Regions from separate parts of the Mus musculus genome. Here all the other regions are linked to region 5. The links are chromatin contacts, called in public HiChIP or PLAC-seq and promoter capture Hi-C maps. All regions are on one chromosome and are shown on one strand. Each heading gives the region's core, a stretch centred on a gene start, on an enhancer-like site or on the middle of the called end of the contact. The rest is flanking DNA. Distances are from core to core; before and after follow the strand shown. Region 1 has its middle 21 kb from the start of Gm41259. Region 2 has its middle 43 kb from the start of Gm41259. Region 3 has its middle 110 kb from the start of Gm41259. Region 4 overlaps Gm41259 (predicted gene, 41259). Region 5 holds the start of Prkaa1 (protein kinase, AMP-activated, alpha 1 catalytic subunit).

Region 1 (2,700 bases), core at 62-2,561, 920 kb before region 5:
TCCAAAGCATATCATTTGATTTGGACTCTGTTAAAAGTGCAACTCTCTATGTCCCACAAAACATTTAGTAGGAGAGGCAGGGCACTTCCCCTCCCTCTCACAATGATAAATTATAAACCGAGTATCTTTCTGTGTCCATGTTTCAATTCCTTGTCAGTGAGACTGAGCACCCACACAGTGATTGCGTCCCAGGTACACAGGCATTTCTTCCCTTCCTCCCTGTCTCTCTGGTCTCCCTTATACCTGACCTTTGGATAACTGCTCCTTTAAAAGCATTTGGGGGTAAAATAATTACATTTTGTTCCTCAAAACTAAGAAACTTGTTTCTTACTTTAAGTATTTTTTCAGTATTTAAAAATTATTCTCCAGATTGTTTGGCATACTGGGATTTGAAAAATTGATATAACTGATCAATAAAGACGCAAGACCAATGAAGTGTTGCCAACCTAGCTATGTAAGCACCCTGTCACTATCCATTGAGTCCTATTTATACTCTACAAACATCGTGTGTCCTCCCATGGGTCTTGCCTCCGGAAAATACCATGTGAGTCTGCCTTAGCGAAGCATCAGGTGAGCCTGCGTCACATGACATAACCAGGATCTTCCACTTAAATATATACATATGCTCTAACTACAGCCTGCTCAGTCTCTACGATACCTAATGAGTGCTTTCCCTCCCGCTGACCATTTGGTGTTGGATAACGAATTGTTGTGTCCTTCTTCTCTTTCAGAAGTCTTAATGTGAGATTAGAACTAAGTTTTTCTTTGTATATGTAAAAACTGTATTTTTCAATTTACTCTCAGATTTCTAGGGTAAATACAATTCTTTACTATTTGCCTTATCAAGTCAAATTAAAAATTGTTAGATTTTACTAGCTCTATTCAATTGTAGATATTATTAGCTCTATTCAAAGTATTGATTTAAGGAATCAACTATGGACTGAAATGTTACTTTTGTTTGTTGGTATTTTCAAATTGATAGTATTACAAGTTTTAAAACTTAAACGAAATGTCTATTTAAAATGTACTGATTTAAAGTTGATTTTTCTATAATTATTAATAGATAATTTTAGTAAAAACCTTTATTATCTTTAAGCAATGTGTAATTACTAATTCATTTATTGACTATCACAGAATGTCCATTCTTTATGATTCTTGTAACAAAAAGCAAAATTTTTAATAGATAAAACTACATAGTTGGAAACTGCATAACTACAAAATCAGTTTTCTGTTCAGTGGGTAAGTTCAAGGATCATACTCAGAACTCTAACACGTGCCGTGTTAAGGACTATGCTATTAAGTGACTTTACCACTGAGCCTTCTGGTGGAAGCACACTTCTGATTATGCAATGTTTTAAAAACGGTACTGCAGAGACTAGGAACATCTTAATGAAAGTAAAAGTATACTAGATAAAATATTCAAATTAGTAATATTTTGAGTATATTTGCCTGATATTTTTCAAACTGTTAGATTGTTGCTGTTATTAGAATGGAAACATATTTAAACATTATGGAAAACATATTTATCAAAATGGGCTACTGAGCAAAAAATAAGGAAATGAAAGCAAGTTTTAATATATAAATATACATTGTGTTATGCATGTTTTATAACTCAAAGTCACTGACTAATAAACATGACGGATGTATTATTACAAAGTAAGAACCTGTCTTTGATACTTATACTAATTTTTAGCTATATAAAATCCATAACTTCATGAATGTTTCTAAATTATAGTTTTGTTGGTACAGTTAGCTAGAGAGGAGGGTAGAGCATCTTAAAGCGAGATTGTTTGATTCATATCTTCTTAGTAGACACACATATGGCATGTAGACCTCAGTTTGTTCTCTTGCTTAAAGCCCTGTAGAAGGTGGGGATAGCTACATTTTGACAGCCCAGATGGAGTAGTTTGAATTCTACCCTTGGAAAGGGTTGTCTGATATGAATACTTGACATAAGAGCCTGGAGGAAGCCACGCTCACTCTACTCAGATTAGAATAACATATCGGAGCTACACGCTCCCTCTACTCAGATTAGAATAACATATTGGAGCCACACTCCCTCTACTCAGATTAGAATAATTAGATTGAGATAATTGTGTTGCTTTATTTTTTGAATAAGGGTTTTCTGCATAACCCTGGCTAGCCTTGAACTCACTGTGTAGACCAGGCTAAACCTGCCTCTGTCTCCCTAGTGTTGTGATTAAAGGTATGCACCAGCAACAGCCTGCAAGATAAATTACTTTCAAGTACTTTTTTCTTCTATGTAAAGTGATCACTTTAGCAATGATCCTAGTTAGTGACTTTGGAACTATGTCTTAATATGCCTCAATAAAACAGACCTCATGAAAATCACTGTTTAATTGATTATTCATGAATTTCCAGCTATATATTTTCATTTCCCTCTCTTGGAGAATTCAACATGATGTATTCTTTCTACCTAGAGAACAGAAGTTGAATCACTCCACAGAGGACGACTGTGTTAATTCCTTCTCACTATTCATCATTCCTCCCTCTGGCCTGCTGTGCTTTTCTACTCATCTTCATGACTCAAGATAGGAGCCGATGCCGTTGCATTCTCTCATAGCTGGAGGCCTTAGGTAGCTGGGATGTGATTTAATGGACGCTTTGGTACATGACTCAATGGAAAAATCACTCTCTTTCTCTAAATGTCTCTCCTGTCTGTATTAATTGGTACCAGTG
Region 2 (2,700 bases), core at 21-2,520, 860 kb before region 5:
CAATAGTTTCCTAGCATTGGATGACAGTGTCATCATTCATGTCTTCGACTTCTGCTCATCACTCTTTTTTTTTCCCAAAGTAATGATATATTGAATTAGAAAGCTGTAACCTTAAAGACCATTGCTACAACCACCGTTGCACTTTCAAGTTGATTTTCATATTTACCTGTTGGTTTTATTGTAAACAATTTCAGAGATGTAAGAAGCTTGACCTATCCACAACTAGTGTTTAATACTGTCCTCCAGGCATGGCCTGGGTGTTGTCATGGCACACTTCTTTGTATAGCCATATATACCCCTTAACCACACTTATATAAATAACCCCAAACAACTCACTAATTCACCAAACTGAATGTAGATGACACTAAGTTTCTATCTTCAATATTTCCCCTTTCCACTAAAAGAAAAGTAATAAAAGATAACTGATTATTTTTTCAGAAAAGCAATTTCTCTTCAAAAATCCAGGTGATAAATCCAAGGTTGATCTCTCTCATATCAGTCTGTTTCACTTCCTTTTACCAGTGAGGAAACTTGAGGCTCAGTCTACAGCACTCCTTCTGTACCAGATGTTATTTATGTGAGCACTGTATAGGTGTGAAAATATCCCACATAGCTTTGAAAAACTCCATTTATTTAAGCTTTCATTTAAAAAAAAATGTTTTGAGCACTTACTTGAAAAAGGTATTTGAATAGAAGCAATACGGACATGATTGGCATCATTTCTACTTAAGAAATTAGGTGGGACCAGAGGTGAGGAACACTCAGAGTATATATTACAAGCATACAACTAATGTTTTGGGTTTTTTTTTTTTGTTTTTTTTTTGTTTGTTTGTTTGTTTTTTGAGATTGTGTAATGGCCTAAAAACAAAGTGGAGAATTTCAAAAGTATATCTTACTTTAGTGTTTTGAGGACATTGTCTATGGAAAGGAAAACATAAGCTTATTCTTAAATGCTAGAAATGTAAGGGCGTGGGGCTCAGTGCTTTGAAAGGGTTTCTAGCATGAGAGGGTTGTCCAATCACCAAGGGAGGCCAAAAGGATATTGCCCAAAACGTGGTTGGAATGGTGGGAAAGGCTACCTCCTGCTGAGCTTGGAGTCAGGGTGGGGATGTGGCTTTATTATAAATGTAATGGAAAGCTCTTGAAGAGTATTATTTGGAGGGACCAAATGAGTGGATTTATTGAAGGATCACTTTACTATTGTGTGAGGTTTGTTTGGAGAGAGTAACTATGGTAACCAGATCCAGTTAAAGTATGTGATTCAGTCCTGCTGTTGTTATCCATATCCTCCACCAAGAAGCTGAGAGGAGGGAAGATCTTCACAAAGTCAACATGGTCTGTGCCAAATTTCCAGAGAATCAGAATGACACAGTTAAGCACTATTCTCAAAAATGTAAATGAAAACAGTATAGCTTAGGAGATAAAATCATAGATCCAGAAGAAGAATGCGAAAAGACTTTTCTTAACTAATGCTATCTTTGATCTAATATTTTTAATGTTTGCTTGTCTTCATTTATAAACTACTGTTCTTCAGGGTAGGTTCAATTTCATATATATATATATATATAGTCTGTGCTTCATTTTTTTTAATTTTGAGAACAAGCTGTACATTTTTTTCCAAGTGATATTTGTCATCTTGTTATTTTTGTGTTAGCTAGAACACAAAAATACTTTATTGAAATAATTTAGGTAGAATAAAATGCAACAAGTACTTTCCAAGTCCTTCTGATCTATTTCATTATTTAGCTACTTGTTAAATGGATGCTAAGCAACAGGATGTGATTTTGTGGGTGTTTCAGAAAAGCTGGAAATATCTCTGCTTGCTTATGAATTTTGAATGCCAAACTATTACTGAGGCCTCCAAGGGAACACAACCGTGGGATGTGAAATAGAGCACTGTACCACTTCTTATTTGAAAGAGAATAAAGGATTCATAACCTAGTAGATAGATTCAAATTCTACTTAAAACAGCCACAAGCAGAGCAGTTTCACAAAGCCATCTCAAGAAAAGCTACCAAGGCTAAATACAAGGCCTTTACACATTGGCCTTTCCCAGTTCCTTCTCCATGACTTTCCTTTGCTCCCTTGTACCAAATTTTACTTTCAGGTATGAAGTCAATTCACTCACCCCATGACATGAAATCCCTGAAAGGCATTTGTGATGCTGACAGTTTTCCTCAGAGTATTTGGTGAGGAAATTTTTGCATAGGTGCATCTCCAGGTGTGGGAATTAAGGTGGCAATGCTCTTCTAAGAAAATGTTCCTAGGAGGTTTAGTATGTCAGTGTCTGCTCCTTTGTCAGCAAGTCTTGGCTATGTAAAGAGAGTCTAGCCAAACACAAGGTAGAAGTATCTGTACTGGCTAGTTTTGTGTGTCAACTTGACACAGCTGGAGTTATCACAGAGAAAGGAGCTTCAGTTGAGGAAATGCCTCCATGAGATCCAACTGTAAGGCATTTTCTCAATTAGTGATCAAGAGGGAAAGGCCCCTTGTGGGTGGGAGCATCTCTAGGCTGGTAGTCTTGGTTCTATAAGAGAGCAGGCTGAGCAAGCCAGGTGAGGCAAGCCATAAAGAATATCCCTCCATGGCCTCTGCATCAGCTCCTGCTTTCTGACCTGCTTGAGTTCCAGTCCTGACTTCCTTTGGTGATGAACAGCAGTATGGAAGTGTAAGCCAAACAAACCCTTTCCTCCCCAACTT
Region 3 (2,700 bases), core at 138-2,637, 790 kb before region 5:
TCCCATGAATTAAAAATAAATTCTATTCCTTAATAGAAACCAGAGAAGCCAAATAGTGTAGTGAATAAGAGGAATGGAGTCTGTAAACTTCCAAACTAAGTAGCCGGCAGGCAGAGTGAGAATTAAGTACAATGTGAATTATTGAATAAAGGTGTTTTATGCAAAACAAAACAAAACAAAACAAAAATCCCTAATGTATGGAGCACACAGCTGGTTCAAAATAAATTGTGTTTTCCTAGATCATGGAAATTTACACATAAGATTTAAAGTCTTAAAGTTAGATTAGGCCCAGGGGTCCTGAATCAGCATTCCTACAAACCTTGAAGAAATTGATTTTTGAATGGAATTGTTGACTTGTTTGCCTATGGTCACAGAAGCAACTGCCCTTGCTTACAAGTTGCTCTAAGACATTCATTTATCTCATAAATAGTCCCTGACTCTTTTTCTTACTATTTTCTAGTAGTTTTGTTTCCCAGTGTATTGCTAAGAGAATTGAAGGGGGCCTTTGAGGCAGTATTTGGAGGGCAGTCATTTCTCATTAGCTCCATCCCTTAGGGAGAAAGCATAAATCAACTTGATAAATGCCCACCTGGGCAAAGGTGAGCTTCCTAAACGCTGAGATGCTAATTTGGAGCATGCTGAGCTGTTATGTAATGTTTGGTTTCAAATGCAGTTTTACTCTTTCATTGCACTAAATATGCCATTGGGTTTCCTCTTCCTGCTGTGGCCCCTGCATTGTAGGATCTTGCTGAGAACTCAGCAGACAGAAGGTTAAATGAAGGAAGTATACCAACGTTCCAATGGGAGCCCTGACTGGATTCTCTCTACATGTTGCAACAAAACAGTGTGGGAAGTTCCAGTACAGAACATGCGGGAAATGCTCTCATATAGCCGAAGTCTTTACATAAGTGGAATCTGTCTATCATGAACCTGAAAAATGTTCCAATGTTGACAGCATTAAGATGAAGTGATAAAACAATTGGAATGTAGAGAAGTGAGAGTTGGCACAGAATGAGATATTCCTTATGTTGACTTGTTTAATGGACACATAGAATTCACTGTACATATGTGAGTGTGTGAGTGAGTGTGTGTGTGTGTTTGTGTATTTCAAATGTTCTTTAATGCAAAGATTTTTTTTAAATTTTATGATAGTATGACAAAATACTTGTGAAACATTAAAAAATTAAAAAAAAATCATACCATTCATGCCAATGCAAGTTGATTTTAAGATACCTAAAAGAAAGATGTAAAGAATTTAGGATATAGATAGATTAATCTCAAAAATGATATACTTGGAAATTGGCTCTTTTCTATGTAACTGTAGCTTCCCCCAGCCTTGAAGCAGGTTGATTCAGACCTCACATCCTCTGAGAATGAGACCGCCTGGGGTGGACCCTTCTGACTTAGATGGCTCTATTGTTCTTTCACCTGCGGGCTGCTCTTCTCCAAGACACTGCTACCTGCTGAGAGGCCCTGGAGATATTCCAGAGACTGCATCTGGCAGATCTGCCTACAGGCCGGCAACAGGCACCAAGAATGGATTGGCCTCCCCCCTTTATAAGCACAGACTCTTAGTAAACTTTGGGGTCTTAAACAGAAACATGTCTTGGCCTTCATTATTTCTCTCGTCGTTTCCTTCCATACAGCTTCGGCCTCCCACTCAGGAACCCAGTTAGTGAGGCCGCAGGCGGCTACATGTAACCATTTTTTTAATTTACTTTTTTATTCTTTAATACTTTTTTACAGTCCAGGTTTCATCCCTATCCAGGTCTGCCCCCCAACCGCTACCCATCCTATATCTCCTCCTACCCCCTCCATCTCCAAGAGGATGTTCCAGTCCTCTACCTCTATCCCACCAGACCTCCCCACTCCCTGGAGCCTCAAGTCTCTCTAGGGTTGAAGATGCACCTATGTAACAATTTTTAAATGTTCCAAAATTTATACAAAGGAATAGTCAACTGAAGAGCCCAGTGAGTCTATTAATTATAAGAAGAACCACAGAAGCATGGTAGAGAGAAGTTAAGAGCGAAGTAAGGGTAGTTGGAAAGCTGGGAATCTCCATTTTCTAGATACAACATGGCTGTTGGATTCATGAAGTCACAGAAGCCAGAGGCTATGCAGAGCAATCCTCTAGCCCTGGAGAGGCGGGGCTCACTGACAAGCTTGTTTGTTTAGCTTATCTTACTAGGATTCTGCTTATCTGGACAATGGAAAGCTCTCCAGTAGTGTCTGTGTTTGCTTACACAAATAAATATTGGATTAATTAGAACATGTTCTTAGAGAAGAACACCAAATTCTCCCTTAAACATCATCAACGTAAGTAGGATGACCCGTTGTTGTTTCATGGAGGTTTACTTCACTATAATTATGTCATAAATAAGGATAGTGACAGAAGCATTGATATGAATAGTGTCTGTCTCAGGAAATGACTTTTTGTGCTAAATATACAAATTTACTTAAATTTCTAATTAAATCTGAGCACTTTGCTGTTAAAGAATGAAAGAAGATAATGCCAGAGGGAAGATCATTAAGTCATTCAAAAAGAATTTAAGTAATTTGTTAACTAAAAATCATATTTGCTGGTTCTTTGAGTAACTTTTTTACTTTTCAAGTATTTTTGCATGTAAAGTATCATGAACATAAAGTATCATGAGAAAATAAAACTGCAAAATCATGATGTGTATTATCGCCTCCTCTGGA
Region 4 (2,700 bases), core at 3-2,502, 890 kb before region 5:
GAGCTTCTCTCAATTAATGGACTAGGCAGGCTTAAATACTAGAGTCTCTCCCTGGGAGATATATGAGTGTCAAAGTTTACCTAAAAGCATCCATAGGCTTTATTGCCTGTCTGTACATAGAGAGAGCTATACTACATAACCTAAAATCTCTCTACCTAACTCATATTTATCCTTCCTCTCTCAAATGGATTGTGATATTACAGGCTTTCCATCCTAGCATTATTCTTTATTTTCCCATCATTGTCATATCCCCTAATCACTCTCTTACATGCCTAACAACATAAAAGCCATACAAGAAAACAGCTAATGAAATAGATTTGCAACTAGCTCATCTTCACCATAGGGGGTAGGAAACACACCCTCTTGTCACTGCTTTTATCCACAGATCATCTTAGGGAGTCTTAGTGGAGAAAATGAAGTGGCAGGTATGATAAGTAAATTGATTTAAAACACTGAGAGATGAATGGTGTGCTGATCAATTTTTGCCTACCTGAGACAAACCTAGTTATACTGAAAGACCCACAACGTGAGGACTCCCCCACGTTCTGACTCGGGAGAGGCGACACCCCAAAATCACCAACGAGAAATGTTCTTGCTGCAAATTGCAAGAGGATTTTTATTCGAGAGTGCTCTCGGGCCCACGGTCATACACCACGCAGGGGTAGAGGACCGTGGCGCCCCGAGTAGCTGAGTAAGGGGGTATTTAAAGGAAAAAAACCACAACTCAAGGAGGTGGGAAGGGCGTTGTTGGAAAATACCAAAAATACCAGTTAAGAGTCACAAGGAAGTGTAAAGTTACAAGAGTCACAAGGAATACCTGGTAATTGTTAACTCTCAAGACAGTTTCTAAGAGCCCCTAACAATAGCACATTTGCATTGCAGGTTCCAGTAATGGTCAGGGTGACTTTCTTTGAATTAACACTCTTTGAACCCAGGAAGCGGGTGGGTGGAGGAAGGAATGTCTCGCTATCTGCTTTATGATTAGCATACCTTGGAGCACTGAGTTTACTACTCTTTCAATACCAAGGAAGAGGAAAGTGCAATTGAAGAATTGCCTGGCTCACCACCCCCCAGAAACAACAACTCAGTGAAACTGACTTCCTCTTTTCAGCATTTATTCATTACAAACAGCTTCTTACCTTGGGGTGAGCTTTTGCATTGGCTTCCCATTCTCTGTGCTACGTGCCTGACTAAAGCTTAGCCCTGACTGGCAGTCACGGCTGGAGAAGGTAGTCTGAATGTTAAGGGAAGAGAAGTGTGATCATCACCGTCTCTCAGCTACAAACCCTTCCATCTACAACAGCAACCCTCCTGCAAGATAGAGTAGTGCAGTAGAGTCACAAATATTCTTGGAAGTAAACAACGACTACTTTGATCAGATTTAAGGTCACTCTATGAGATGAAGACCATACATGACACTGTTAAAGTAACCAAAAACCTGAAACTAGATAGGTAACAGGCCTAGGGAAAAGCCTACTCTATTACTCTACTAAAATCTGTGAGCATTCTTGCAGGGGGTCGGGGGACATGCTGCTTGGCAAATGATGTAAGATAACTGTACACATTTCCCTCTTTGGATAGGTGAGTATGGACTGTGTAAGAAAGATAGTTGCTCCAGGCAGTGGTGGTGCATGTCTTTAATCCCAGCACTCAGGGGGCAGAGGCAGGTGGATCTCTGAATTCAAGGCCAGAATAGTCTTTAGAACAAGTTCCAGGACAACCAGAGCTATACAGAAAAATCCCGTTTTGAAAAACAAAACATAACAACATGATATAACAAACTAGAAGGAAGAAAAGAAGGGGGAGAGAGAGAGACAAAGAGAGAGAGAGAAAATAGAGACATGGAGACACAAAGAATGAGTAAGCCAGAAAGAAACAAGAAAACAATGAAAGAAAGGGGGGGGGGGAGGAGGGGGGAGGGGGAGAGCTGAGTCTGAGAGAAAGTCACTGGTCTTTTTTTTTTTTTTTTTAATCAATTCTTGCCTAAAGGTTCCCACACTATTTTCTTCCTTGTTTTTCTTTGATGGTAGACTGAAACCTGTCAGTGAAATAAATCTTTTCGGCCAAACGTTGTTCTTGGTCAGAGTTTTGTCACAGTCATAGAGAGCAAAGGGAACAGGTAGCTACGATCAGAGGAGAATTGGCAGGTTCCTGAAAAGATCTACAGATCATATTAAAAGGAACTGAAAAGTGTCTGCCTTGGAAAAGCAGTTGTTGTGTATCCAAAGGGCCACATGAAGACACTCTTCTCCTTTGTAGCATGAGGACAAGCATAGCTGGATGTCAGGCTGAGCATAACATTGTTGAGTAACAGTGTTCCAAGAATAAAGGAAGTGCACAGCAGAAACTATTCTTGTCTGTGAACACAATGGTCCTGGTGGGATATACTTGAGCCCTAAAATACACACTGGTGACATCTGCCTGGACTCCCAGTGTGGAAAGGTTCTGGAACTTGGCAACTGTTCTAGAGCCCCTAGCTTTATGAAGAGGTTGCCTATTCCTCTCTAGTAGAAACTAACAATCATCACAGAAACAGAATATACTAATGCCTTTCTCTGCTGTGAAGCAACAGATATCTGTTTTAAGTATTGTCACCCTTGTTATCCCTACAGTATTAAGTTCCAGCATTACGTGGAGAGAGGACACACATGCCTGTTAAAGATATCTCACATCAAACGATTGGCAAGAATGCATCTCATA
Region 5 (2,700 bases), core at 189-2,688:
AAAGCAAAACCCTGAGAGTGTTCACGAACACTGGCTGAACCATGATCAGTGCTAGGCCCTAGACCACACCTACTCCTCCTTCACACTGTCTGGCTTGCTGATTTTCCTAGGTAGGTTTAGGCATTTGCTCCCCTGAGGGTAACACAGCAACTTTCCGTTTAGGACTGGGAAAGGGCAAGAGAAGGAAGGGCTCTTTCTGCCCTCCTGGGAGAACGGAGCTCAGTTAGCTTGCTGTGTAATTTGACAAACTTTTTCACTTCAATCAAATATCTACTAAGGAGCTTACTATATATGCAGGCCATAGTCTATTATTTCTCCAAAACCAATGTATGAATTATTTCTTATCAGCTCCAAACTTCCTTCCTCTAAATACTTAATAGCAGGCTTAAATATTTTAAAGGGGAAAAAAGTCCACCTCACAAAGGTTGTAATCAGAATTTTCCTTGTCACAGGTGGTGGGCTAGAGTAGTTAGTTGAAGACAGAATGCTTGTGCTTTTGCTAAGGCGGTAACAGGGGATTCTACCAAAACGAACAAAAAGTCCAAATGATGTGCACTGAATTACTAAAATATAAATATACTGTGAGAATAAACGGAAACTATACCTATAAGCTAATAAATACCATCTGGAGTTAACATATGCCCTACCTACCAGGTATAGCTCTCGGAAACCGCAAAACTTCCGAAAACGGAATCACTTAAAAGCAGCATCTGCATCCAACTGTAAACCACGCATAGGAAACACCGCGCCAGTTCACAGGCATATGCATCAAAAGTCCTGACGGAGATCAATAGTCCTAACAAGGGCATTACTATTTCTGAAAGGTATCTCCACAGCTACCTTGCTTTTGGAAGAACACATTTCGATTCAGGAAACCGAAGAAGCACTTTAGTCCACAACCTCCTAAAAGCGAGGCAGCGACAACTCCGAGGACCGCCAGGGCGCGATGGGCTGGCTCTGCGCCAAGGGCACACAGGGGATCAGAAGACCACAAGAGACCCCCTCGTCCGCGCCGGGCGCCCCCGCGCGCTCAGTGCCCAACTCCCTCGCCTGGGAAAGTTGCACCCAGAGCCATCCCCGCCCCTCCGGCGCCGCGCCGTCGCCATGGCGACCGCCCCCACCCCACCGCGGCGGACCCCACAGCTCTGCAGCCCGCGGCAGCCTCGGGCTCCGCTCCCAGCGCCGCCCGGACCGGGGATACGGAGCCCAGACACCCGGAAGGCGGGCGCGGGGGAGGATGCGGAGTGCGAAAGGCGCAGTCGCTCGCCGTTCGCCGGGTCCGCGCTGGCCCGGGCGTCCTCACCCTTCACTTTCCCGAAGGTGCCGACACCAAGCGTGTCCCCCAGGATGTAGTGGCCGATCTTCACCCGCCCGTCGTGCTTCTGCTTCTCGGCCGTCGCCATCTTTCTCCAGGAACTGAGTCTGCGCATGGCGCCGCGGGAGGGGGCGGAGGGGGCGGGCAGGGCCGCGCCGGGGGCGGGCGGGCGCCGAGGGGGTGGGGACGCGGGTGCGCCGCGGTGGGGCGCAGTCGCCGGCCACCGCCCGCGCAGGCCCCGCAGTCCCCGCAGCCGGCCGCCGAGCGCACTCGCTCCCCCTGGCGGGCTAGGCGGCGGGAGCGGCGCCGGTACTCGCCTCGGCGCCCCGCATCCCTCTGCGCGCGCCCGCGCTTCTGCGCGCGGGAGGGCTTCCCCCGCCGCGGAGCCGACCGCGGCCACCCGAGGGTCTGTGGGTGCGGTACAGCACCCCACCCCCGTAATTCCCAGGAGGACGATGCTTGCTTACACGTTGCCCGGGGATAGCGCGGCGTGCTTTGAAACAAGACAGGGGACACCGCCCTACCACTGACTTGAAATCTTGATTTTCATCTCATCTCGGTGTCATCTGGAAGCCAAGGGTGTTTTCACTTGCACTTTTAATACTTACCACTGCTTTAAACAAAAAAAAACTCTGAGCCAGTAAATTACTATGGGACACCGCACATCCTGGAGAGACTTCCTAGGAAATTTGCTACCGTCAAATTTCCCCTGTGGAATGTGTGTGAGCTATGTGAATTCCAGAAAGAGGTGTTATCCCGAACTTATCGTGTTTAGAAACTAATATTTTTACATTTTCAATAAAATGTACATTTTCAGTCCACTTGAAAAAGTGTGTTGTTTGTATAAATGGAGCCATATCCAGTCACCAAAGAAGTGTGTTTATTTGTAACAGGATTTTGAAGTGAATCTGTTACTCAGTTCTAACAATAGGTAAAAATATATATGTCATCCTTCGATTTTGCAATTTGAATCTCTATCAATGTCGATGGAGAAAAAGGATGGAGTTTTGTTTTTGTGGTTTTTTTTTTTTTTTTTTTTTTTTTTTTGGAGACGAAAAATGTCATTTTTCTTTGGGATGAAAATTACCAACACTCCTAGTTTTCCCATATTCTGGCTTATGACATCAAAGCAATGTAACATCAAACGCTTTTGTTCCAAGAAAAAGTATTCAGGGGGAAGAAAGCTGCTTTAAGGTTTGAGCAATAGTTCTCAACCTTCTTAATGCTATGACCCTTAATACAGTTCCCCATGTTGTGGTGACCCGTCTCCCATCATAAAGGTATTTTCAATGCTATTTCATAGCTTTTTTTTTTTTTTGCTACTTTTATGAATCGCAATGTAAATATCATTGTTTCCTGATGATCTAAGGGGGTTGATCCCGTAG

Evidence for each region. Promoter capture Hi-C pulls out the DNA fragments that hold promoters and counts their contacts. HiChIP or PLAC-seq counts read pairs in DNA pulled down with a chosen protein or histone mark.
Region 1: an H3K4me3 HiChIP or PLAC-seq map of bone marrow-derived macrophages shows a contact between it and region 5, with 4 times the contacts expected there. The contact joins the enhancer-like site here to the promoter of Prkaa1 in region 5. A contact is called at or near these places in 14 of 39 promoter capture datasets (the 3T3-L1 cell line, 3T3-L1-derived adipocytes, cranial neural crest and 9 more), 1 of 484 Hi-C or Micro-C datasets (bone marrow-derived macrophages), 11 of 115 datasets of contacts at active chromatin or transcription factors (bone marrow-derived macrophages, cardiomyocytes, embryonic fibroblasts and 7 more) and 1 of 9 other capture datasets (embryonic stem cells).
Region 2: a contact with region 5 is called in a promoter capture Hi-C map of hippocampal neurons, with 3 times the contacts expected there. The contact joins the enhancer-like site here to the promoter of Prkaa1 in region 5. A contact is called at or near these places in 4 of 39 promoter capture datasets (the 3T3-L1 cell line, hippocampal neurons, liver and 1 more) and 4 of 115 datasets of contacts at active chromatin or transcription factors (bone marrow-derived macrophages, embryonic stem cells, epiblast stem cells and 1 more).
Region 3: a contact with region 5 is called in a promoter capture Hi-C map of stem cell-derived epiblast-like cells, with 5 times the contacts expected there. The contact joins the enhancer-like site here to the promoter of Prkaa1 in region 5. A contact is called at or near these places in 8 of 39 promoter capture datasets (the 3T3-L1 cell line, cranial neural crest, frontonasal cranial neural crest and 4 more), 1 of 484 Hi-C or Micro-C datasets (bone marrow-derived macrophages), 5 of 115 datasets of contacts at active chromatin or transcription factors (the 230-238 cell line, bone marrow-derived macrophages, embryonic stem cells and 2 more) and 1 of 9 other capture datasets (adipose tissue).
Region 4: a contact with region 5 is called in a Foxp3 HiChIP or PLAC-seq map of regulatory T cells, with 15 times the contacts expected there. The contact joins the enhancer-like site here to the promoter of Prkaa1 in region 5. A contact is called at or near these places in 4 of 39 promoter capture datasets (the 3T3-L1 cell line, embryonic stem cells, hippocampal neurons and 1 more), 8 of 115 datasets of contacts at active chromatin or transcription factors (bone marrow-derived macrophages, embryonic stem cells, epiblast stem cells and 2 more) and 1 of 9 other capture datasets (embryonic stem cells).

The regions. Positions count from the first base shown.
Region 1 is chr15:6,063,917-6,066,616 of GRCm38.p6, reverse strand. No RefSeq gene overlaps it. Among named protein-coding and RNA genes, the nearest start is that of Gm41259, 21 kb to the right of the region's middle. Within about 2 kb of position 1,311, at least 1 of the 459 cell types and tissues checked has an H3K27ac peak or open chromatin away from gene starts, as enhancers often do. A contact at or near this core is called in bone marrow-derived macrophages, where this site is marked.
Region 2 is chr15:6,000,176-6,002,875 of GRCm38.p6, reverse strand. No RefSeq gene overlaps it. Among named protein-coding and RNA genes, the nearest start is that of Gm41259, 43 kb to the left of the region's middle. Within about 2 kb of position 1,270, at least 6 of the 459 cell types and tissues checked have an H3K27ac peak or open chromatin away from gene starts, as enhancers often do. A contact at or near this core is called in hippocampal neurons, where this site is marked.
Region 3 is chr15:5,932,493-5,935,192 of GRCm38.p6, reverse strand. No RefSeq gene overlaps it. Among named protein-coding and RNA genes, the nearest start is that of Gm41259, 110 kb to the left of the region's middle. Within about 2 kb of position 1,387, at least 9 of the 459 cell types and tissues checked have an H3K27ac peak or open chromatin away from gene starts, as enhancers often do. A contact at or near this core is called in embryonic stem cells, epiblast stem cells and stem cell-derived epiblast-like cells, where this site is marked.
Region 4 is chr15:6,028,998-6,031,697 of GRCm38.p6, reverse strand. All of the region lies in intron 2 of Gm41259 (predicted gene, 41259), which reads left to right. Among named protein-coding and RNA genes, the nearest start is that of Gm41259, 14 kb to the left of the region's middle. Within about 2 kb of position 1,252, at least 17 of the 459 cell types and tissues checked have an H3K27ac peak or open chromatin away from gene starts, as enhancers often do. A contact at or near this core is called in embryonic stem cells and regulatory T cells, where this site is marked.
Region 5 is chr15:5,142,599-5,145,298 of GRCm38.p6, reverse strand. Prkaa1 (protein kinase, AMP-activated, alpha 1 catalytic subunit) reads right to left here and starts at 1,438. Exons shown (of 9, transcript NM_001013367.3): 1 at 1,304-1,438. The coding sequence starts at 1,430.